Linked DNA regions of Sus scrofa: all the other regions are linked to region 3. Evidence: chromatin contacts called from public Hi-C and promoter capture Hi-C data. All regions are on one chromosome and are shown on one strand. The core of a region is the stretch at or near the end of the contact, and the rest is flanking DNA. Distances in the headings are between cores, read along the strand shown.

Region 1 (5,645 bases), core at 3,102-5,601, 300 kb before region 3:
GAACCTCCATATGCCACAGGTTTGGCCCTAAGAAGACAAAAAAAAAAAAAAAGGTATTCGTAGCAACAAAATTTAACTGATGAAATGGCAAATCAAGTTAAAATCTCTCTTAAACACTTGGTCTCTAACCTCTAACACAAACTGGAAACGAAATTCAACAAAAACTCCCAAACAATGCCGGCAATTTAGTAGATGATTATTGCTTTTGATAATCTCAAACCTTTATTTTATGCCCAAGTTATTGTTTCAGAAATTCTGAACACTTTAATGAAGAAAAATAACATCACTCCTATGATAACTTTCCTCAGGTTTAGAAATGTTTGGCAGGTTTTCACTAAGGCTGGTCTGCTGGTCTGAAGATGAATGTATCCAAGAAAAGTGAAATGTTGATTAGGAAACAGTGTGCAATTCCAGAAATAAAGCTGCACCATCATTTATTCAATGTGCTTTATTTATTTATTTTTTTTTTTGCTATTTCTTTGGGCCGCTCCCGCGGCATATGGAGGTTCCCAGGCTAGGGGTCGAATCGGAGCTGGAGCCACTGGCCTACGCCGGAGCCACAGCAATGTGGGATCCGAGCCGCGTCTGCAACCTACACCACAGCTCACCGCAACACCGGATCGTTAACCCACTGAGCAAGGGCCGGGACCGAACCCGCAACCTCATGGTTCCTAGTCGGATTCGTTAACCACTGCGCCACGACGGGAACTCCCCAATGTGCTTTATTTAATTTGTATTGAATTTAACTACGAGAAAGGGAGGAAAGAGGGAGGGAATTAAAAACTAGCTAAGAACTGTTAAGGTAGGCACATTATTAACTGTCATGAAAATTACAGATGCCAACCAACATGTTTGAGCATCTTCAAATCTTCACTTAAACTCTCATAAGGTGACACCCTTTCAATGGACAAGGACAGAAAGCATTCAGAAATTAAGGGAATTACATGGGATCCCACAGTTCTCACAACCAAATTCAGACCAAGTAATGTTACTCAGAATATTTTTTTTTAACTCAGAATTTTTAAATGGAAGCAAATATTTCTGACTGCATGTATTTAGAATGCAAACTGTTGTATATGCAAGATACTTTAAAAATACACATCAAGGAGTTCCCGTCGTGGCGCAGTGGTTAACGAAATCTGACTAGGAACCATGAGGTTGCAGGTTCCATCCCTGGCCTTGTTCAGTGGGTTAAGGACCCTCGTTGCCATGAGCTATGGTGTAGATCAAAGACGAGGCTCGGATCCCACGTTGCTGTGGCTCTGATGTAGGTAGGCCAGAGGCTACAACTCCAAACAGACCCCTAGCCTGGGAACCTCCATATATGCTGCAGGAGCAGCCCTAGAAAAGACCAAAAAAAAATACACATCAATACTGAAAAAATCAGAAATCCAAGCAGAAAAAATATTTAAAATTTTTATTTTATTCAAATAGAACAGGATACCTATAGTAAAATAAAAATTTTAATTTGGGAGGGGTCTTTTTAGGGTCACACAGGCAACATATAGAAATTCCCAGGCTAGGGGTGGAATTGGAGCTGTAGCCACCAGCATATACCATAGCCACAGCAACACAGAATCTGAGCTGCATCTGCTACCTACACCACAGTTAGAGGCAAAACCAGATCCTTAACCCACTGAACAAGGCCAGGGATCGAACCCTTGTTCCCATGGATATAGTCGGGTTCCTTACCACTAAGCCACAACCAGAACTCTGCAATCTTTAAATATTTATACTGTCACATAAAAATACTAAATTATACAACAATATTGGATACTGTCTCATATTTTAAGTTTATGTGAGAAATACACATTGCATTGGATACATAGAGCTCATCAGGAAAAGAAAATAAAGCCAGTGTCTAGTACAATCTACCAAATAATCTGGGTTGGGGTTAGGGTAAAGGTACAATATACCAAATAACTTTTCAAACTACCCTATAAAATTTTTAAAGTCTAACATGACAGAAAAACCAGTAGAAATACAGAATAGCAGTATTTTATTCTTAACTCAAGTATAATTTCCAATTACAAGAGTATACTGATGAAATTATTTGTTTAAATTATGTGGCTGAAATACTTTGTTTATAAGAAACTAGCTAATGTTCAACTCTGATTTTTCTTTCACCTCTCTTCCTCTTTCCAGGAATCCTAAAATAAAAATAACCCTCCTGGAGGCTTTTAAGTCCTCAAAGAAAATATCTCTATACTGTTGTAGACTCATGCATACTTTCAGAGTTTCTACCATGGAAAGCAAACATTTTATATAATTAAGCCTTGGGAGAATCTTCAATCCAAGTGAAACCATTTGCTGTTTCACTATCATGTAAAAATACTAAATTCTATAATGATATTGTCATACAGAAATACTAAGTTCTATAATGTCTCATAGTCTAATCTACTCCTTTACAGTGAAAATTATGGTTTGGTATGTCTGAAAACTTCTAGTAAACTTACATTAACTGAAAAACAAATAGGTAATTCTTAAATAAGTCATTAACTTTTGTTGATTTACCTAATGATGGATTTAATTTTTTTTTTGTCTTTTTGTCTTTTTTGTCTTTTGTTGTTGTTGTTGTTGTTGTTGTTGCTGTTTCTTGGGCCGCTCCCACGGCATGGTTTTTTAAAGCAGCTGTTGTTTTGAAAAGAAAAAGAAAGATATAACTGCACACTTCCTATAATTTATAGTGTTCTGGGACAAGTGATGGAAAGAGATAAAGGACTTTGTCAAAGAAGCCATCCCTATCCATAGAGAACATACACATACCTTATACAGGCCCAGAAACAATATCATTGCCTACTTCACTGGATTTAAACTTGAAGGTGAGGACTTGTTCACTGTTCCATATCCATCAACAAAAGAGGGCCTTGGCCCATAGTAGGCCCTCTTCAGATTTGTCAAACAAATGAATTTAAATATATGTCACTTCCACTAAACTCAAATTCCTAGAATAGCGGCATCCACTTGTTCAGGTTTAACAGTCTCTTGGAACTAAATTCCCTCCTTTGGATTTATGTACCATTTTACAAAATGCTCCTGCCCACACATCATTTAATCCCTCTTTGTGAAATAAACGGTCAAAAAACAAACATTTAGTAAATGATAAGGACTTCGCAATTCAGCTAAAAATAGGAAAAGGGAGCATTTTGAAAATCCAGAGATCATAAGCTGATAATCCAGAACAAAATGAATTTGTCTACAAGTTAGTGGTTACAAGACCCAGCAGGACCTAGCCTCGTCTGATATTTATAGACTTGGGGAAGAGAAAAAATGGTTTCTTTTCCGGAAATCTCTTGGCCGGAGTGCCACTCTTTCACATCTCCCGATAAAGAGAAAAGAAAGGTAAACAAGAATCACCCTTAAAAACTACTTGGCACCGTCAAGTTCAGAAAATCCGCAAACAACTGCTGAGACACCTAAGTAGTTCAAAAACAATTTCTGCGGAATTTCCATCTCCTCGGGCTCTTTCCTGTGGGCCTTGAAAAGTACGGCGAGTCCCGTTTACGTCCCGGTGTGCGGGGCCACACAGCAACTGTGACACTGCCAGCCTCGCGCTGCCTGCGTCCCAGACCGCCGGCTCGGCCCCCCGCGGCAGCCCCTCACCTGAGCCCTTCCCGCAGTCCCCAACAGGCCCAAGGGGCACCCGGCCGGGCTCCGGAAGGGGAGCCGCAGCCAGGGCAAGCGGCAGTACCTGGCGGAGCTTTAAGTGGGGTCTGGGACACTTCAACGAACCGAGTATTTTGTGCCTGTAGCTCAGAGTTTCTGCGAAGTAGGCACATTCTGGCCCCAGTGTCAGAAGGCCTGAAAGCGGCCGTGAGGGGGAGCACAAGGGGCTCGCTTCAAAAGTAAGAAACAGCTGCTTCAGAGGTTGGCAGAGCCCCATCACACGGAAAGTGAGGGGTGCCAGGAGAAGGGCCGCGCACCCCCTCACACCCTCGGGATGGGATAGGCAAGCCTCCTGCCCTCCACCGGATCCTCACCGCCGGCGACTAGGCAAAGGGCTCGGGTCAGGACTACTTCGTTACCTCTTTGCGCGGAGGCGAGCGACGAGGTGATGAGCCGCGCGGCGGAGGCGCCGCAAGTACAAGCGCCACAGCCCGACATCTCCGCGCGGCTTAGGCCGGGGCTTCGCCCCTACTGCCCTCCGGCTCTCAGCGGTCGATGGCTACTCTCAAGGTTCGCTGGCTTGGCTCCGGAACCTCCTGCCGGCTCTAGGCCCAGTGCAGAGTCCACCCGCCTGAAAACAGGGCCTTCGCGCTCTTCATAACCCACTGCCTTCTACTCAATAGACACCTCGCCCCCCCCACAACTTCCCCCTCCTCCTCCCCCGGCCCCCCTCCCCGCCCCGCCTACGGGGTCCGAGGAGCGTGCGCGCGCCTGCGCCCTGGGCCTAGGGAGGGGGCGTGGGCACGCGTGTGCGTGCGTGAGACGCTGAGGTAGGGCGAGGGGAAGGGGGCGGTGACCTCAGCGCCAATGAGCGCGCTCCAGGAGACGTCCCACCCCAAGCAGGGAACTACAAGTCCCGGCACACAATTCTCTTTATCCTAGCGTTGAAAAGTTTGCGCTAGAAGCAGAGAAATGCATGCCGGGAGTAGTAGTCCCAACTCCTAGCAATAAACTGGTCATTTTCGACTGGTGGCTGGGTACGTCCAAGTGAGACCCGTGGCTTAGCCAGCCCCAGGAGGAGTTTTGAAAGCCGCCATTTCAGTAAGAGTCAATAAGTTCCTTACCCATCCACATCCTATGTTCCTTATCTTTTCCTTATCTTTAGATTACTCATTTGTAACATGGAAGTGGAGGTGTTTTTTACCAAGTTCCCAACTGTTGGAAGACCATTCTCTTCCCTTGTTTTTTTCAGGCCTAGTGGTGATAACTCTTCCAGCTGTTCTAGTCCCTGGGTGCTTTACACGCCTTTGTCAGTTCACTTAAACCTGACCACACCCTGGTAAAAACTGTTCTTTAATCTCTCTTCTGTTACCCTTGTTTGCATGCCTGGTTCCTCGCTGGATCTGTAAAGGAGATCAACCAGCTAGCTGACAAGGTGCAGGATGGTGACAAATGAATCAAACTCTCTTCTCATCTCGGTTGGCAACAGACTATTTACTCTGTATATAAAATTCTGATCAACTCGGAAGCCCAGAGAAATTGCTGAATGAGCTTGGAGACTTTTAGTTCTGAGCGGGTACAAGGCGGGCAGGGAAGGAGGGGCCCGGGAGAACGCAAGCCAACGTCAAGTTATTTAGCCTTTATCAATCTTGGATCAGAGAAATGTGGCTTCTAGTTCCCTGGGTCTGGCCATGAAAAGGGGTACTGGCCTTGGCTCCAGGCCACACATGTGTGTTTTTGTCTCTCCTGGAGCTGATTCCTGGTAACTTCCTCACCTTAAAGGGGCAGGGACCAAAAGAGAGCCCAGGTCTTACCTGCCATCATTAATAGAATTTTGAAGAAGAGAGACTCTGAAGTTCCTCCGGGAGTTACCGCTATGGCACAAGGGGATCGGCAGCGTCTCCAGAGCGCTGGGACACAGGTTCAATCCCCCGCCAGGCACAGACAGTGGGTTAAGGATCTGGTGTTGGCTCAGCTGCGGTGTAGGTGGCAGCATGGTTCTGATCCCTGGCCAGATTAAGGCAGAATAATAACTCAGG
Region 2 (5,900 bases), core at 635-3,134, 260 kb after region 3:
GAACAAATCAGCATCAGCTTCCTGGCTCTCTTGCACAAACAGAAAATTTATATCGCTTCACCAACTTTCAAAAGTGCAAATTTGTGTATATAAATTCAAAACTCAGGCCAAAATTCACTTATATTTATTCCCAATACTGGGCTGGTGTCAAGAGCAATCAACTTTACTAACAAGTATATTCTTATAAAATTTCACAACCAAGTTAAATCTATGTTTAATCAGTCAGAACAAGAAAATTTTGTAACAGAAAGCGTGTATAATGGTGATGATGATGACAATATACACTTTTCTGGACTCCTACTGACAGCTGCAGTCCAAAGAGAAAATGTGAAAATAAAGTAAAAGTTACCCAAAATGTTTTAATTCTGGCCAAACAGTTCCCACAGAAGAGGCCAAAAACAGTCTTCTGTTTCATTATAAGTTCAAATAGCCCAGAAATTATGTATACTTTGGTTTTCAAAAGCTGAATCCCACTATCTAAACATAAACTGAATAACTTGCCCAAGAGTTCTTACTTATTACCCTATCTTAGGTCCCTGGGAGACTACTTTTTACAATAATCTCAAATGTACTACAATAGATTAGTGTAACCTGGGCTACGCTGTTTACAGGTGTCTCCACCTCCTTCCCCAAGAGGAGAGAAAAGGTAGACTAGGGCAAACGGAAAATAAAGACTACATACACCAAACAACACCTTCTAATCTTGTAAAATTGCTTCTTTTAAACTTGGACTATTATTTTCATTAGCGGTAATATCTTAAAGAATAACATATTCACGGAGTAATACAATTTCTGCCTTCAAGGTCTCTAGCTAACTGACACGCGTTTTCTCCTCAAATAAATACATGCCTGTTGACAGATGCCTATCCTGCTGTTGCAAACAAGAAATAACTGTCCTATTAGACAAAAACCCTTCTCTAAGGCTCCAGGCGTAACCACACGTTTGAATTAAAAGCACACTGTAACAATAACAAAAATCTTCTAGCACATCTGTCATTTAAAAGCACGATAATGAAAAGCTGCGACCCAGTTTTAGGTCACAAGCTTCCCCCCCCCCACCCCGAAAGCGATAAACTTCAAAGGGAATGGTGGCGACCAGAAATTGTTTACCGCCCCCCCGCCCAAAAGACTGGAAAAGACACTCCAAACTAGCCAACCTGGACGCTGACCAGGCTCACGCTGGCCAGGGTGTAAGCTAGACAGACCCCGGGGAGAAAAATCAGGCCTCTGGGGGCCCGCCAAGCTCCAGCTGCCGCCTGTTTAAAACATCAAGCAGGTGGGATTCCGGGAGGCCACCTCCGTCTTACGTAACGGGTTTGTCAAAATCCCAGCTCCAGGACCTCCCCTCTCACCGCCCCCGCCCCTACCCCCATCCCTCAACCAGAGCCCCAGACCAGCCCAGAATAGAAAATCCGGAATGAAAACATTGAAGCCCCCCAAGCATCCGACGCAGAGGCGCGGGTGCTACCCTGAGCACCGCCGCGCCATCCGGAGATGACCCAGCCGGCGGAGGACAGCCAGGATCCGAGAAGCCTCCGGGTGGAGGTCGCGGCCATCCACGCCACATCTCTGAGCCTGGCCGGCCCCGCTCCCGCGCCCACGTCTGTCACCGCTTCGGGCAGTGACAGCTCCACATGCCACAGCTGTCCGCGCCGCGCCCCCGCACTCACCTCACCGCTGGCTCCCGCGCGAGCAGCGGATCAAGCTTGGGGAGCGGTCCCAAGTCCACTCACGAACCACGGCGGGACACGAGGGGCTGAATGCCGCGGCGCTCGGAACCCGCTTAGCTCATCCCAGCCCAGCGCTCCGCCCTGCGCGGCACCCCCGCCCGCCCAGGCCTGCCGTCTCAGTCAGACGGGACTCCCCCTCCCCTCGCGGCCGCGGCTGCCTCCGCCTCCTTCTCTGGCTCCAGCCGCCGCGGCCGCAGCCGCCGCAACCGGCGCCATCTTGCCAGTGACGGAGGGGGTGGAGGCGGGGATCGCGGCCAGCTAGGGCCAATAGCGGGTCAGGCTGGTGCCCGAGAGGGCGGGACAGGGCCGGGTTGAGGATCGTGGGGTCCTAGCGCCTGATACTGAGACTGGCGTAGGAGGTGGGCGGAGCGGAACTGCGTTCTCTCGTGACGCGCGGTAGAGTTGGGGAAATGATCTGTGGTTCCCCTTCGGGTTGGGAGATCCCGAGCCTGAGGCGAGCGTGGGCGGCACACACCTTCCCTTCCACTTTCATCACCCCAGGGGTCAGGGATCCGTCAAGGGCCAACGGATGTTTCCTCCTTCCTCTGTAGCAGTCCCAGAGTCCTGACATTGCCTAGCCAGAGTTTCTCGCGTCTGCCAGAGCAGCCGCTCCTCTATCCAGGGCACTCAGATTCCCAAGGAAACCCCCCTGAGGAGTTAGCAACCACCTACTAGTAGGTTTCGGTCCCAGGATACTAAAGGTCAGGTAAAAATGGGGAAATGGGGGGAGGGTGTCTCTGAAAAGTACGTTGATAAAACACCTATTGTTGACTGAGTGTATATTACATTGGATTAATGGAATACGGCCTACTTAAACCTGGCTATGGTTCCACCATTAGTGGCTGTTGGCAAGCTGCCTCTGAAAAATGAGGATAATAAAGGTTGATTACTGCTCAGGGTTGCTCTGAGGTTTAAATGCTATAATGCATGTGAAATGCTTAGTATGGTACCTGAAAGTACTCAGTGTTAGATATTATTACATGGACAAATGAAGTAAAAAATATGACCCGAAAAGACTTCAGGTCAACTTTCCTGAATTGTGCAGAAATAGGCATCAATCGCTTTTACTAACCAGGTTTACAGCTCTATATCCTGTCTCCACTTCTTCCATTGTACTCAATCAACAGATTCACTGAAACTCGAACTGAGGGGACACAGTGGTGAGGGAAACAAACTGTCTGGCTTCTTGGGGCTGACAGTCTAGTGGGAAAAAGAGGGACAAATATTTCATCACATTTTCAGGGAAGCATGCTATAAAGGTTATGAACAAAATTTTGGAAAAGCAGATACCAGGATAGCTTTGAAAAAACTGGTCAGGAAAGGCCCATCCGAGGGATAAGGAGCCAATAATGAAAGAAATGCCCTGGGGAATTATTTAAGATAGAGGAAATGGCTGTGCAAAGGACCTGTGGTAGGAAAGAACTTGGCTGTTGGAATTGAGGGGAGTCCATGGTGCAAGGAGGAGCCTGTCCTGAGATTGGAGAGGTGAGTAGAGGCCCATTACCGCAGGGCCTCGGAAGACATAGAAACAGGATCGGATTTTATTGTAATTGCAGCTGAAAGCCATTGAAGAGTAAGAGATGCCTGTTAGAGCAGAGAGGTAGGAGCAGGGATATTAGAGGTATGACATATCTAGGTGATATGTGGGCCAAAGAACTGGATTTAAAGTAAAACAAAAAACTTTGGGGTTGAGCCTCTTCTACACTATTATGTAGTGTCAAATTATATGTTCTGATCTTTAATTTCCTTATTGATTAAAAGAAGTGTGAGCATCACATAAGGCTGTATACAGAAAAATTTAGAAAATTTTAGTTTCACTGAAAATTGTTAAGTAATTTGTTCCTAATTGTTTTGTATGTTTTATGTAGTTGTCTAATCAGTGCTGTTTGATAAGTACACTTATTGGTTTGGGGGGTTTTTGTTGTCTTTTTTTTATGACCACACCTGGGGCATATGGAAGTGCCTGGGCCAGGGATTCAATCCCAGCCTCACCTGCAAACTCCACAGCAGCTGCAGCAATGCCAGATCCTTTAATCCACTGCACATGGCCAGGGATAGAACCATCCCTATGCAGCAACCTGAACTGCTGCAGTTGGATTCCTGACTCACTGTGCCACAGCAGGAACTCCTATTTTTGTTTTGGGGGCTTTTTTTTTTTTTTTTTTTTTTTGGCTGCAACTTGCAGTGACTTGATGTGGGATCTCAGTTCTCAGACCAGGGATTGAACCAGGGCTGCAGCAGTGAAAGCGCCAGATCCCAACCACTAGACTACCAGGGAACTCCCTATTGTTTTTATTATTATTATTACAAGTAGTAATCCAAATCAGTGATTCTTACATTCTTACTCATTTTTGCACAATGTTCGTTTTGAAGTAAAAGAAAATGAACTGTTTGGTCCTGGTTCAATCCATGGTCTGGGAACCGCGGTCCCACATCAAGCTGCTGCATGCTGCAACCAATAATAATAATAACAACAATATGAACTGTTATAAATGTGTAGTTTATTGATGCTGTATTTCCAAACGTGTTAAGTGCTTAACTCCGTACTGTCTCATGAAATTGACTATCAAGACATGAATTAAAAAATTTTGGGGGGGTGGGGAGTTCCCGTTGTGGCGCAGCAGAAGCCAATCTGACTAGTATCTATGAGGATGTGGATTTGATCTCTACCTTTGCTCAGTGGGTTAAGGATCTGGCATTTCCGTGAGCTGTGGTGTAGGTCGCAGATGTGGCTCAGATCTCAGGTTGCTACAGCTTGGCATAGGCCGGCAACTGTAGCTCCTATTGGACCTCTATCCTGGGAACGTCCATATGCCACAGGTGCAGCCCTAAAAAGGAAAAAAAAAATTCTTATTATGGTAAAACCATTTTAACTACTTTTAGGTGTATAGTTCACTGGCATTAAGTACATTGTTGTGCAACCATCACCACTCTCCAGTTCCAGAGCTTTTTCATCATCCCAAACTGAAACTCTATAGCCAATAAAAAATAACTCCTACTTTCTAAGATGTGTGTTTTTTAAAGGTATCTGTTGAGTCTCCAGCCTCAGCTCAAGAAAATGGCAATGGCCTTGGTGATCAGTAGGATTGTTTGCTCCCATTGAAGAGCTTAATGGACCATACCATATAAGTTGAGAAACCACCACCCAAGAAATAAAGATGAGTGAAAGTTTTTAGCTCAGATGGTTAACACGTCATACTAATGAGGAGTACTAATATGTGATAAATTAAGTTTTAGCACTGAAATGCTTTGTTCCGTGACCGTAAAATGTGCTCTGTGGTCTTGTAAATGTTTGCTCCCAGATGGCCCAAACATCTTGCCCCTCTATTTATGTGCAACTACTCTAGTGTGTATCTTTTTAATGCCATTAATTTTCATTAAAAAATAAGTGATTCCAGCTCTGGGCAAATTTAACTTTAAAAGTTACTCTTCTGTGAAGAATGGATTAGAAAAGGGAAGGAGAGAAGGAAGCCTATTTTTGCCACATTTCAGCTAACCCAGCATTCCATAACGTTCAAAAGTTCAAGATTTTGACCTGAAAATACTGAGTGGACGACTTTTTTCTTTTTTTAAAAAAAAAAACCCATTCTAATTGCATTTTTAACTCCATTAATCCAAAAGTGAGATCTCTTTTCCAGGCTGGACCCTTCCTCCCTGCTGCCCATATCGTTCACAATGTTTTTATCCCCAATGTGAGGGCATGGCTGTCAGTGATTGCATGGGAGGGATCATAGTATAAAGGGGCATGAAGGAACTTTTGGGGATGATAAGTATCTAGATCACTATCTAGATTGCAGTGATGATTTCACGGATATATGCATATGTTAAACTATCAAGTTGCATGCTCTATGTGTATATGTATGTTTTGATTGCATGGAGGCATGTGGAAGTTCCCAGGCCAGGGATTGAACCCACGGCACAACAGCCATGACAATGCCAAGTCCTTAACTGCTAGGCCACTGAAGAACTCATCAAGTTTCATGCTTTAAACATGTGTTGTCCACCATGTGTCAGTTATAGCTCAACGAAGTCCAATTGGAAACCTCCCATTCTTTCCCCATTGGACACAGGTTTAGCCTTTTGTTGGTTTTAATTTTGAGACCTGTCCAGTCAATTCCTCTTTGAGGAGTAGGTTGGTGTATTAAACATTTGACTAGCAGCAAAAAGCAC
Region 3 (5,857 bases), core at 1,480-3,979:
ACCACAAAACAAAACCCAAAAAAGAATGAACTGCTAATTTATGTAACACAGATAAATCTCAAATACATTATGTTGAATGAAAGAAACCGAACACTAAATGTACATACTGTAGGGTCTATTTACAAGAAATTCAAGAATAGACAGGAGTTTGCTTTTGGCTCAGTGGGTTAAGGATCTAGTGTTTTCACTGCAGAGGCTTGAGTCACACTGTGGTGTGGGTTTGATCCCTGGCCCAGGAAATTCCACCTGCTATAGGTGAAACAAACAAACAAACAAACAAACAAAAGGAATAGACAAAAACTACGCTGTGGTGATAGAAGTCAGGATAATAATTATCAGGGTGTAGGGAATGGGCAGTAAAAACATATTGACAAACTGTAGGATGCTAGAAATGTTCCAAACCTTGATTTGGATAATTAATTATACCTGTATAAATGTATGCAAAGATTCAACTTATGTTGAACACTTAAAATTTGCCTGTTTCCTATACATAAATTATACCTCAGTTTTTTTTTCAAGTGCCCCCTATTGCATTTGATTGTAGTAAAAGCAATGTAATAAAAACACTTTTATCATTTCCAAAAAATTCTATTTTTAAAATTCAAGGTTATCAAAGTTATTGTTTTCATTCTCATACCAGGCAGATTGCATCATCTCCAAATAGTCTGCCTAACTACCAATTTCTCCTCACTGACAGTTTGTTTTGCCCAGCACATATTTGATTTTGCTAACCTCTTGTAACAAACTTCCTTGACTCTCACATGTCTGTGGGATATAGTACAAACACTTCATTGACGCAAACAAAGACTCTCCTAATTCACTCCCTGTCTTTCCAGACCCAGGGCAACCTCTCTCCTCCATGCCATTAATGCCTGGGATAAAGAACTTTCCATATCTCTTCATCTTTGGACTCCTGCCTTGTGCTTCCACTGCCCTAATGCTGCTCCTTTCTCTATCAAATTCCTCCTTGCATTTCACTGCCTCTCAAGGATTGCTTTCAAATGTCTGCCCATTTTTTCTACAACTCTCAGTTCCCACCTTCCCACCTCTTTGTAAGCTCAGCACATTCCCCACGTTAAAACACTCTAGGAGAAGTTCCTGTTGTGGCTCAGTGGTAACCTGACTAATATCCATTAGAATGTAGGTTTGATCCCTGGCCTTGCTCAGTGGGTTAAGGATCCGGCATTGCCATGAGCTGTGGTGTAGGTTGCAGACATGGCTGGGATCCCATGTTGCTGTGGCTGTGGCTATGGTGTAGGCCAGCAGCTGCAACTCCAATTAGATTGCTAGACAGGGAACTTCCATAGGCTGCAGATGCGGTCCTAGAAAGAAAAGCAGAAACAAACAAAAAAAAAACCACTCTATATCTTATACAACCTGACCTCTGAGCTAAATGTTTTCTGAGAGCTGGCATCATTTCATCCCTGGTTCCCTGTGCTCAGCATTTCACTAAATAAATAGGGGCTAACAGAACTGAAACTTTAATTTTTGTCCCAGATTTCTGATTTTCAAAGAAATGTTGCTTCCTCTTAGATTCTTCACTGCAGCAGACTTGGCATGGATGTGGATATGGATGAGATAGTTTAAATTAGACAAAAATTAGTGTTTCTTATTTTAAGAGACAAGTCTCCTGTCCCATAGGACAGCCACTAATTTGTGACTATTTAATTAGATGTAAATGAAATTAAAAATTCAGTTTCTCAACCTGTGTAGCCACATTTCAAGCACTCAAAAGCCTCATGTGGCTAGTGGCTACTGTAATGGACAGCACAGAAAAGGATATTTCCATCATTGCATAAAGTTCTATGGAAAAGCCCTATGGAAATTTCTGGCCCTTAGGCTTACTCTCCCCTCAGAGAACACTCGTCCACCCTCTCCCACACCAATTCCCCTATAACCATCGTCATCCTTATTATGTCTGCAATTACTAGTATCTTTTAAGAGACCTCAGGTACTGTGTCTTACTCCTGAAGCTCGGGATTTTAGCTTCAGGCACAGAGTAGGTAAATGCTGAATTAGTGAGTTACCAGAGTTTATTTATTTATTTATTTTTTGTCTTTTGTTGTTGTTGTTGTTGCTATTTCTTGGGCCGCTCCCGCGGCATATGGAGGTTCCCAGGCTAGGGGTTGAATCGGAGCTGTAGCCACCGACCTACGCCAGAGCCACAGCAACGTGGGATCCGAGCCGTGTCTGCAACCTACACCACAGCTCACGGCAATGCTGGATCGTTAACCCACGGAGCAAGGACAGGGACTGAACCCGCAACTTCGTGGTTCTTAGTTGGATTCGTTAACCGCTGCGCCATGACGGGAACTCCCAGAGTTTATTTTTTTATGCTTTTTTTTTTTTTTTTTTGCTTTTTAGGGCCGCACTTGCGGCATGTGGAAGTTCCCAGACTAGGGGTCCATTCCGAGCTACAGCCGCCGGCCTACACCACAGCCACAGCAACATGGGATCCGAGTCATGCCTGCAACCTACAGCACAATTCATGGAAACTCTGGACTCTCAACCCACGGAGCAAGGCCGGGGATCGAATCCCCACTCTCAGGCACACTAGTCGGATTCACTTCGCTGTGCCACAGTGGGAATCCCCTCTTATGCTTATTTTTAAGCCTCCTCCAGAAGAGACGGAACCGCGACGCACTAGCCAATTCCAACTCCGGAGGCCGCCTCAGCAAACTGGAGCTTCCCGGGTTCTTGGGCCCGCCCCCTCCCGCCCCGCCCCCACCAGACTCGAGCCGAGGCCCGGAGCCCGCGCAGCTGCCCCCGCTCCCCCCGCCCCGCGCTCGCCACTGCGCAGGCGCGGCCCGAGAGCGTGGGTCATCTGGAGGCAGCAGGCACTCCGGAGCCCTGGGGTTTGCGGCCTGCGTTCGGCAGGCTCCAGCCGCGCACTACTTGAGGGAAATAGGCTCAGCAAGCTGAGTCTCCCCGCACCCTGGGCAGTGTGGTCATGGAGAATCAGGTGCTCACGCCTCACGTCTACTGGGCTCAGCGGCACCGAGAGCTGTATCTGCGCGTGGAGCTGAGTGACGTGCAGGTAAAGGCCGGGCGGCTTGACGTTCGCGGGGTCGTAGCTCCCGGGACCAGCTGGGATACTGGTCCCCATTGTCCGGGTGCGTGCCAGAGAGCCAGCAGTGCGCCTATGCGATCCACGACGCGATGCGCTCTTGGCGTCCAGGCCCGAGCAAAGACTGGCCCTCATCTAGGCAGACTGTGGGTGCGACTCCCTGAAGGCTGCGGGTGCCTCGGGTGATGCGTGAGGCCCGTGTGGGCCGCGGAGGCTGCCCCGGGCCGCCTCCTTGTTCGCAGTCTGCGGCCTGATGGAACCTGAGCATGGCCCTTGGAGGCCTGGCCGTCGGGGTTCGCGAAGAGCTCGTCGGGTTGGGGGTGCCGTGTGACACTGGCTTCCTGGGCCTTGGCTGGACGTCTCTGCTGGCCTGAGAGGTCCAGTTAAGTCCCCTCAGCTGCATCAGAGGGGCCACACCCACCTCCCAGCCATTCAGTGGTGGGTGTCATTCTTGTTAATTTTGAAGTCCAGAAGACTTCAGAGAAGATACCTCACGCCCACCGCCCCCTTCTCAGGGCTGTGAGCTCAGGTTTGCTGAGTTGCATAGAGAACTTCAAAATTATCTTGTTGGGGCATTTATGTTTGATCTCATTGGCCCGCATATGAACAGACTGAGGCCTACTACACGGTGGAGATTTCAGGACCTGAGTACCCCCATGTCTCTGTCCACACTATGCAGGATTCTCGTCTTAGGGGAACTGGAATTTTCCATCGGGAATGTTCTTTCTGCAGTCATCCTTACTTCCTACTCTCTTTGACATCTATGGCACTCTGTAGCCTCCTTCACTTAACTCTCTCTGCCTCTGAGGTAGAGGTTTATGTTTGGATCTGTCAGCCCATGTGGCGTATTGTCTTGCCAGCTGTAGGTGCTCTTTGTGGTCTTGAATATGTTGAATTTAAATTTTTGCTTCTGGATTATAAACCTGTTTTCTCATTGAAAGATAAAGACAGGAGTTCCCCTCCAGGCTCGGTGGTTAACGAACCCGACTAGGATCCATGAAGATGCAGGTTCAATCCCTGGCCTCACTCAGTGGGTTAAGGATCTGGCGTTGCCATGAGCTGTGGTATAGGTCGCAGATGTGGCTTGAATCCCAAACATGCAGCCCTAAAAAAAAAAAAAAAAGAAAAAAGAAAGAAAGAAAGAAAGATAAAAGACAAATACTGGCCAGAATGCCTTTAAATAGGCTGTGGCATTGCCCAGTGTGTCATTTAATGTGTTAAATCAGGCTGAATTACACTTTTGCATCAGAGGATGAATAAACATTCTGTGCTGTCTCCCTCTACTCTGCTCCAGGGAGTTTTGATAAAAAAGGAAAAAACAAACAAAATCTTTGTAGACAGGGATCAGAGTCTCCTTCTAGAGAGGATTCTTCAATCAATAAGAAAAGTACAGAACATGTGTTATGGCAGTCTCTTTTAAGTATTCAGTTAAGCATTAAATATTAAGCACTATTTACCAATTAAATAAAAGCAAGCCCTCTCTAGTAATACAGGTGTAATATTCTGGAATGCTTCTGAAGCTACAAATAAAAAAGCTGTTTTTAGGGGAAGTTGGGTGGTGTTGGTGGAAAAAAATGTAAATTGGAAAAATGAAAGAATGCATCATACTTATATTTTTCCTGAAAGATCTAAATAAATCATTCAGTTAAGAAACATGAACACATGTGTTAATCATATTTGGTAGATCTTAAGTCATGAAGGTATGTGTTTGGAATTTATTGTAGGTAAAGAAATGTAAAGGTGGAGGGAAAGAATGAAATTTTCTTTTGGAGAGAGAAATTCTTTTATTTTTGGGGGAAAAATTAAATCTTTTTCCACCAATTGAGTTTTTGGTTTTTCTGAGATTTCCCATCTCTAATTATGAGGCATCTATTTCAGCTTAAAGCAACATGTTAATACCATTCATAAAAGAAATTCTCTACCATGTGTGGAATACTACAGATTTTCCAGTATGTCAGACAGCTTTCCAAGGGCATTCTATCTAGGAGGAAGCGTATTATCATATACAAGCAAAAAGTTTTGTGCATGAGTGTGTTTATTTGTAGAACTGAAGTTGAATATTGAACCAGGTCCCTGATGTTAAAGGGATTTGTTACCTGTCTTTCATTAGTAAGAGGTGACTTCCAGAAATAAGATGAAGTATTCTAGTTGGGAGACTGGGAGAACTTTCCAGAAAGAAGGTATAGACTTTCACATTGTCTGACTTGTTGCACATGTCGGTGCCCTATAGCCAGAGCATGTCAAGAACACACCTCTAGTTAAACAAGTTATGTTTATTACTCATACAAGCAAGGGAAAGTATACCCCATGGGTTTGCTCATTAGGAATGTTGAAACTGATTGTAGGATTTAGACTCTGACGATTGGGGGACAGACTAAGGAGGCAAGGAGTTGCTCTAGATTAGATGCTGTTAAAAAATAAGGGCAATTCTGTGGTTGAGTATCTGAATAAATCTCATATATATAGAGAAGGAAGACTAGCACAAGAATAAAACTATAGTTGGTGGAGAAGTTGCAGTCACTTGTTTTGGCCAAGAGATGAAGGGTGTCTGGTATTTTGTAGGTGGCATTGTGGCCGTGTTTTTGTTTGTGCTTACATAAAATTATGAAATGGACTTTGATTTTATCAAGGTATTCTGTCAGATCGATTATGTCCAATAGCAGAATAAAATGTTCTAGCTGTGAGTGCCAGGCTGGGTTTGGAACATCAGAGGCTGCTCTTTAAAAACAAAAAAAATCTCAATTGCTCTGTGTAGGGCCCATGAAATGGTGATTCTGGCTCGCGGTGAAG
Region 4 (6,372 bases), core at 1,710-4,209, 330 kb after region 3:
CTCCCCTTTACTTTAAATTTTACTTTTTATTTGAAGTAAAATTAAGTCTTTCTTGTTTTGGGGAGGAGGGCTAGTAACAAGAAAGCAAAGCCCTAATCCTCTTCTTTGTCCATGGAATCCATTCACCATGGATTTTTCCACAACAGCTTTTGAGTTTTCTGGCTTTTCTAGTCCCTTCGCTATGCCCCATTATTTTTATACCAGTTTTGTGCCTAGTTAATTACAACAGCTTTCTAACTGATTGTTGTACCTCCAGTCTTTCTTTATCCTAATCCTGTAGTCCACACAGTTTACTTTTCCAAAGGCCAGATTTACTTCAGTCGCCTCTCTGTCCACAAATCTTTTATGGCCCCCTCCCAAATGTTCAGAGGAGTGCTCAGGTGTTCCCCAGGAAAAGAGTGCTGTGGTTTGGTGTGCTGATTTAAAGGGAAATACACAACATGAGAGTTGTGAGTTTTATTCAAGGTCTTGCTGATGACTATAGCCCTCTAGGTAGTTTTCAGAAACTGCTCCTAAGAGGTCAGGGTAGGTAACTGCAATAGGTTGTGATTTAACCCTTATATCACTGGATGGTGAACAATAGTCTTTGCTCTTTTTTTGTTCACAGGTGAATCTAGGAAGTGCTAAGTTCAGCACAGTTAAAATTTTTTGTCTTCAGAGTGGCATATTTAGACTTTAAAATACCAGTGTGCTAGGGGACCTTCTAAGGTAGGGAAAACCATGTACAGTGCTTCTCAATTTATTGAAACATGCAGTTCCTTCTTTTGAGGAATACTATTGACCTTCTCAGGACACACCATTGAGAAACAATGACTTAAGGGAAAAAGTTCATAATTCTTCCTCGAGCATGAATGGCCTTGCTCAACATGCTCTTATCATCTAATTTCCTCCATTTCCCCACATAAGTTTCCTTACTTTCTTCAGGGGTCAATGCTAGTTCCTCTTCTTCCAGGGAGTTCTTCCTAATTATCTCAGCCCCTCTGAACTGTGGCATGTTGCCAGAACTCTCCTTCAGGCCTGTCTGGTAACTGATACTCCCCCTTTTCTTGCATCCATCCTGACTATCTACCTGAGTTGTGCTAGGAGTGTCATAAGTGATCTGTAGTACACATAATGTTTAGCTGTTTGAGTAATTTTGTTCTCCTCTAACATGGATAATGCTCAAGGCAGTATCTAGGCCTTAGGTAAACCTTCTGTTGCTTTATACTGTCACAGAAAGCATCGAAAATGGCACTGTATTAGTTTTCTATTGCTGCTGAAACAAATTACCACAAACTTAGCGACTTAAAGCAACACACATTTATTATTTTGTAATTCTGTAGGTCAAAAGTCTGACATGAGTCTCACTGGGCTAAAATCAAGATGTCAGCAGGGCTGTGTTCTTTTCTGGGGGGCCTTAGGGAAGAATCAATTTCCTTGCCTTTTCCATCTTCTATAATAAGCTTCTATGTTCCTAGGCTCCTGGCCCCCTTTCTCCATGTTCAAAGCCACATGGGCTGGTTGAGGCCTTCTCACATGACATCACTGACCTCCTCTGTCTACCCTACTTTTAAGAACACTCGAGAGGACATTTGGCGCACCTGAAGAATCCATGCTAATCTCCCTATTTTATTTCTTTTAATATGTATTTATTAATGATTTTTATAATCTCCCTATTTTATAGTCAGTTGATTTGCAACCTTAAGTCCATCTGCGAACGCAATTCCCCTTTGCCATGTAACCTAACATATTCACAGTTCCTTGGGACTGAGAAGTGAACATCTTTGGGGCACCATTATTCAGCTTACTACAGGTACCCTTGCCCCAAAGTCTAAATTGCATATAGGTGGTAGTGGGGTTTGACAATAAAGGGGAAAAACTTTTTAGCCTAACAAACTCTCTTAAAATACAGGGAGGTACTGCTGTGTGGTCTTCGGTAATCTCTTGAGGCTCCCCATCCACATTTCCGCTAAAATGTTAATTGCCATCCTTTGCTCTGTGTGTTAAATGAAATAATTATGTAACTAGGTTTAGCTTAGGGGATGACAAATAGGGTGCAAGAAGTTCTTGATGAATTTTGAGGAGGAGGGTGGGCGAGGTTCTTTGAATGACATCTGGAGATGGTTTGAGAAATTCCTGGAGAAATGGAATTCTAGCAAAAGGAATTCTGATTCTAGCAAAAGGAATCAGGTGTCACGGAAGCTTTGGAATTCAGGTTTAAGTCCAAAGGCCCATTTTAAAAAAATGAAGCGCAGAGGCTACTTAGAAAGCACCTAGGTGACAGCACAGAACTTAAGAGGGAACTATATGAAGTTTTCCCAGGCAAAGACATGTGTCATTTCCTCTCTACTTAGTTCAAGGACAGATATACCATGGTTGTACCTCGATCACCTAGTGAATAAGTAAATGAATTATAAAAACATAGCTAGGAAAAAGTGTCCTAGGTTCCACCGAGATTTGAACTCGGATCGCTGGATTCAGAGTCCAGAGTGCTAACCATTACACCATGGAACCGACACGCTCAAGAGGCCGCCTTCGGCTCTCTAATCCTTAGATAACCCCGCCCCCATCCACAGTTCCACCAAAGGAATCAGTGTTGCAGTGCTCTCCAGCGCCCGGCTTCTCCGCCTGGCGGCCCGCGGAATAAAGGAGACCAGGAAGTGTGGTGAGCAGCAGCTGGGAGTGCGGTCAGTCGACAGGCCGGGGCTCAGTAGCTCCTCGGAACCTTCTGGAGTGGCTCAGAACTTGAGACCCACGAGGTTCACGCCTACCGCCTTCTTGGATTCAGGGGCGGAGTACTGCCTCCCCGGAAGTACTTCCCCTTAGGGGCTGGGGCCTGCCGGAAGTGGCGTAGCGGCAGGGAGGGGTTCTTCACCCGGTCCGGCAGCTGAAGCTCGGCGCTTGGGTTACCCCTGCAGCGACGCCCCCTGGTCCCACCGGTCTCTCTACTGCTCCCGCCCCTTCGCTCCTCCGCCTGGCCATGGGCACCCGCGACGACGAGTACGACTACCTCTTCAAAGGTGAGGCTGTGGGCTCTCGGACAGGCCCCCGAGTCCCGGTTCGGGGGCCTGGGACACTCCCGGGGGACCCGCCCGGCGGGCTGCCCCGGCTCTGAGATTGGCCTTCCTCAGCCCTTCCTCTCAGTGCGGTTCGTTTTGCCGTCTCGCAGCTCAGTCCCTTTTTTTCCCCCTCACTTAGGCTCCACACTGGCTCTTAGCGACCTCCCCGGAGGCCTTAGGAAGCCTCAGCGTCCCTACCGTGCCCCCTTCTCGCTGCTGACTGCCTTCTCCCACATCGCCTTCCTTATTTCCCGGGTTCCACGGCCTCTTCAAAGGGGAGCCCCTCCCACCTTCCATCTTTTCGGGTTGGGCGCCCCCTCAGCAGACATCCCGAGCCCCTCTGACAGGCCTTTCTCTTTGCTCCCACACCTTTCCTTCGGCGCACACTTCCACTACAGGTCTTTTTCTTATCAACCTCCCTTTCCCCTTGGGCAAGCCTCTCCTCTGCGTCTCCTCACGCCCCTCCCCACGGCCAGACGCCTCTCCTAGTCCGGTTCTCCCATCTCCTTGGCCAGGCCCTGGTTAAAACCCAAACGGGCCAGCGGCCCCACCCCCACCCGCCCCACAGCTCTCGAGGTCCGTAACCTTCGCGCACAGCCCCCGTGGTTGGTAACTCTTTTTCTGCCTCCTCTCCCCACATAGTTTAGTTTAGGAGCTCTCCCGTGTCTCCTGTGCGACCCTGAGGGTGGTGGTGGTGGTGGTGGGGGTTAGGGCAAGAGGGATGGTCCCATCACCCACGCGCGTACTTGTCGCAGTGACCGGCAGACCGATGTGACTTGCACCCATCCTTTTTTTCTCCTACCCTCCCTACCCAGCGGCAACCAGCCCAGGATAACTCTTAACACTGCTCCCGACAAGGGGTTGCGGATGGGTGGCGGCTGTTATCCTTGCCAGACCTGAAGGCCCAGTTCCTGAGCAGGAAAGGTTGTGCGCTGCACAAATACTAGCTTGCTTTATCGCTATGGACTGGTTGCTTCCTGCTGCAACACTGGGAGGATCCAACCTTTTGGTGTTTTTAGAACAGGAAGGGAAGAGTCCTAGTTGGTCACATACCTTTGCCAAAATATGGGAGTTGGGAGGGGGGCGCATGGCGAAGTTGTGTGCTCTTTGGTCAAATTAAATATTTTTTATAAGATAGGGAAACATGTAGTGCCCTTGGACAAAACATTGGAGGGTGGAGTGAAGAAAAATTGCTTATTGGCTAGTCCAGAAAGAATCCAAATAGTTTGTTTTTTTTTTTAATCAACAAAGATAAAAGGTACAGTTTTCAGAGAGAAAAGTACAGTAAATGCTTTTTTTGTTCAGTGAATGCGCTCTCTCTGATGCTCTTTCTCTGCTCCTGAATTAGGAGGGCAGCCATCAGTAGTATGCTGAACAAAGATCATTACCAGGGAGGAAGAAGCCATTGCTATTAAAGCTTTACAGTGGAGGGTGGAGTTAAAAAAGAATGTTAAGCTTGGTGACTGTGTCTGACTTTGCCACTGGGTGCTGAGAATGGTTGACTAAACAAAGCGAGAAACATTGCTTTACCAGTACTTTGCGAATCTTGGCATTATAGCTGATGATATACCTTTATAAGCACTTAGTCTTCTCAAGTTTTATATAGGGTGAGTACCTTCACTATGCACTCCTACCCCCACCTCCCACATAGTGGAAAGTCATTTTTACAGATACAGAAAGGGAACATGGATTCATTTGTATGCTATTGGTTAAAGGCATCTGAGGTCTGGTGAAAATATTTAGTGAGACTCTGAAGACCGGTGTTAGTCATTAAAGGGAGATTTGTTTTTTTTAAATAAGGTACAAGAACAGCGGGCAGCTAGCTAGCTAGCTTTGAAGTAATTAATTTAGAGCAAGATAAACTATCAGAATATTTCTCCTGTTTGGTTTAGAACTTGGATGTTGGTTATAGAAGCCAGTTATTTTTTTCACTAAGTTCACTAATTATCCTTGATTGGCTTAGGGGATTTTTAACTTAGCTTTGGGTTTAGACCATCCTACAAGCAATGATTGAGAGAGCACAGCACTTTGGAATCATCCAGGCCTGGATTCAAATACTGACTCAGGTCTTAAATTTGTTTTGTGACCTTGGGAAAGTTGACTTGTTTGAGCCTCTCTTCCCTCATCTATAAAAAAGAAATAATACCTCTCAGGGCTGGTGTGAGAATTAAATGAGATAGGTTGTAAAATGTTAGCTTCTGTGAGGACTCAAATATGGTAATAATGTGAAAGAAGTTACTGTGGTTCTTGTCAGTTTTTTTTTTTTAAACTTTAAACCTATAAATATGAGAGTATTAGTAAAAAACCTAAAACCAGGTGGGATCTTCTAAAAAATAATATTGTTTCCATGGGTTATGGTTTCATTTGTTACATGTTTTGCTGTTTGATGGGGTGTTTTAAAAATTGCGCTGAGAAAAATTTCCACTTTTTTAAAGCTCTTACAGGATATGAGTCACTTTTTAACTTGTGATGATTATTTAACCCATTTCTTATTTATAAAATTATAATTTAAAGTGAAGCAACAATAATTTCATTTTAAAATGGTTTCCTTCTACATAGATTTGTTGTCTGAGATGCTGCAGCTGCATACTTGGACGAAGGCTTACCTAGCAAACTTAATAGTTGAAGGAATTGGAAGTTAGTTGGTAACTCTAACCAATTGAAAATGAAGGGATATTTGAATTGGTATAGGATGGAGTGGTCCAAATGGGAATGTAATGTGGAGCCAGCAGGATTATTCTAAATTATGTATTTGTTCTCAAATATTAATCTTTAGTTAGCTCAACAGTGAGATTTTTGGTGATGGTGGGAATTTATTTTATTTTTTAAAACTTGACTTTTTGTTTTAAAAACTTTAATTCCACAAATATTTACATACAGTGTGGTTAAGGCCCTGCAGGACACATAAGTGAAACACGAATCAAGTTCCAGTTTACAAATATTGTGGTAGACACCAATCCAGAGTCACATTTTCTGAAAATATGTAGATTAGTAGTCTACACCATTTTCTTTTCAATCTCATTGAAGGTCAGTAGTAATTAACCTCATTTGATTGTCAGTGGAACTGATCATAGGAACTTTGTTATCTTGTGTCTTGATAGTTTTTCTTTCACAACTTTTGGTTGAGCAATTTGGGTTCTGCTGAGTCTGGAAAAACTTCTCTAGATTTCAGCCTTATTGAGTGTGTTTTATTTTAAAGACTCTTGGTGAGGTTGGACTATGAATATAGTTGAAAGAGTAGAAGGATCTCCAAGTTTGTTTATAAAAACTAGTATGAAAATCATCAGTTACTCCTTCAGGTGATAACTTTTAATTCTGAGATTCTGTGATTGAT

Evidence for each region. Promoter capture Hi-C pulls out the DNA fragments that hold promoters and counts their contacts. Hi-C and Micro-C count contacts between places; a contact is called where the count stands out from the background.
Region 1: a Hi-C map of liver shows a contact between it and region 3, with 4 times the contacts expected there. The contact joins the promoter of CLPX here to the promoter of HACD3 in region 3. A contact is called at or near these places in 1 of 5 promoter capture datasets (liver), 3 of 47 Hi-C or Micro-C datasets (liver and skeletal muscle) and 1 of 2 datasets of contacts at active chromatin or transcription factors (alveolar macrophages).
Region 2: a Hi-C map of liver shows a contact between it and region 3, with 2.9 times the contacts expected there. The contact joins the promoter of DENND4A here to the promoter of HACD3 in region 3. A contact is called at or near these places in 1 of 5 promoter capture datasets (liver) and 2 of 47 Hi-C or Micro-C datasets (liver and skeletal muscle).
Region 4: a promoter capture Hi-C map of liver shows a contact between it and region 3, with 4 times the contacts expected there. The contact joins the promoter of RAB11A here to the promoter of HACD3 in region 3. A contact is called at or near these places in 1 of 5 promoter capture datasets (liver), 2 of 47 Hi-C or Micro-C datasets (heart right ventricle and liver) and 1 of 2 datasets of contacts at active chromatin or transcription factors (alveolar macrophages).

What each region holds. Positions count from the first base shown.
Region 1 is chr1:163,217,716-163,223,360 of Sscrofa11.1, forward strand. CLPX (ATP-dependent Clp protease ATP-binding subunit clpX-like, mitochondrial) reads right to left here and starts at 4,352. Exons shown (of 14, transcript XM_021100084.1): 1 at 4,026-4,352. The coding sequence starts at 4,104.
Region 2 is chr1:163,788,380-163,794,279 of Sscrofa11.1, forward strand. DENND4A (C-myc promoter-binding protein) reads right to left here and starts at 1,885. Exons shown (of 34, transcript XM_021100187.1): 1 at 1,671-1,885. It overlaps LOC110261793 (a long non-coding RNA gene), which reads left to right and starts at 1,970. Exons shown (of 4, transcript XR_002346338.1): 1 at 1,970-3,215.
Region 3 is chr1:163,523,143-163,528,999 of Sscrofa11.1, forward strand. HACD3 (very-long-chain (3R)-3-hydroxyacyl-CoA dehydratase 3) reads left to right here and starts at 2,730. Exons shown (of 11, transcript XM_003121729.4): 1 at 2,730-3,037. The coding sequence starts at 2,951.
Region 4 is chr1:163,855,295-163,861,666 of Sscrofa11.1, forward strand. It overlaps RAB11A (RAB11A, member RAS oncogene family), which reads left to right and starts at 2,960. Exons shown (of 5, transcript NM_001031788.1): 1 at 2,960-2,999. The coding sequence starts at 2,960. TRNAQ-CUG (a tRNA gene) reads right to left here and starts at 2,493; the gene lies at 2,422-2,493.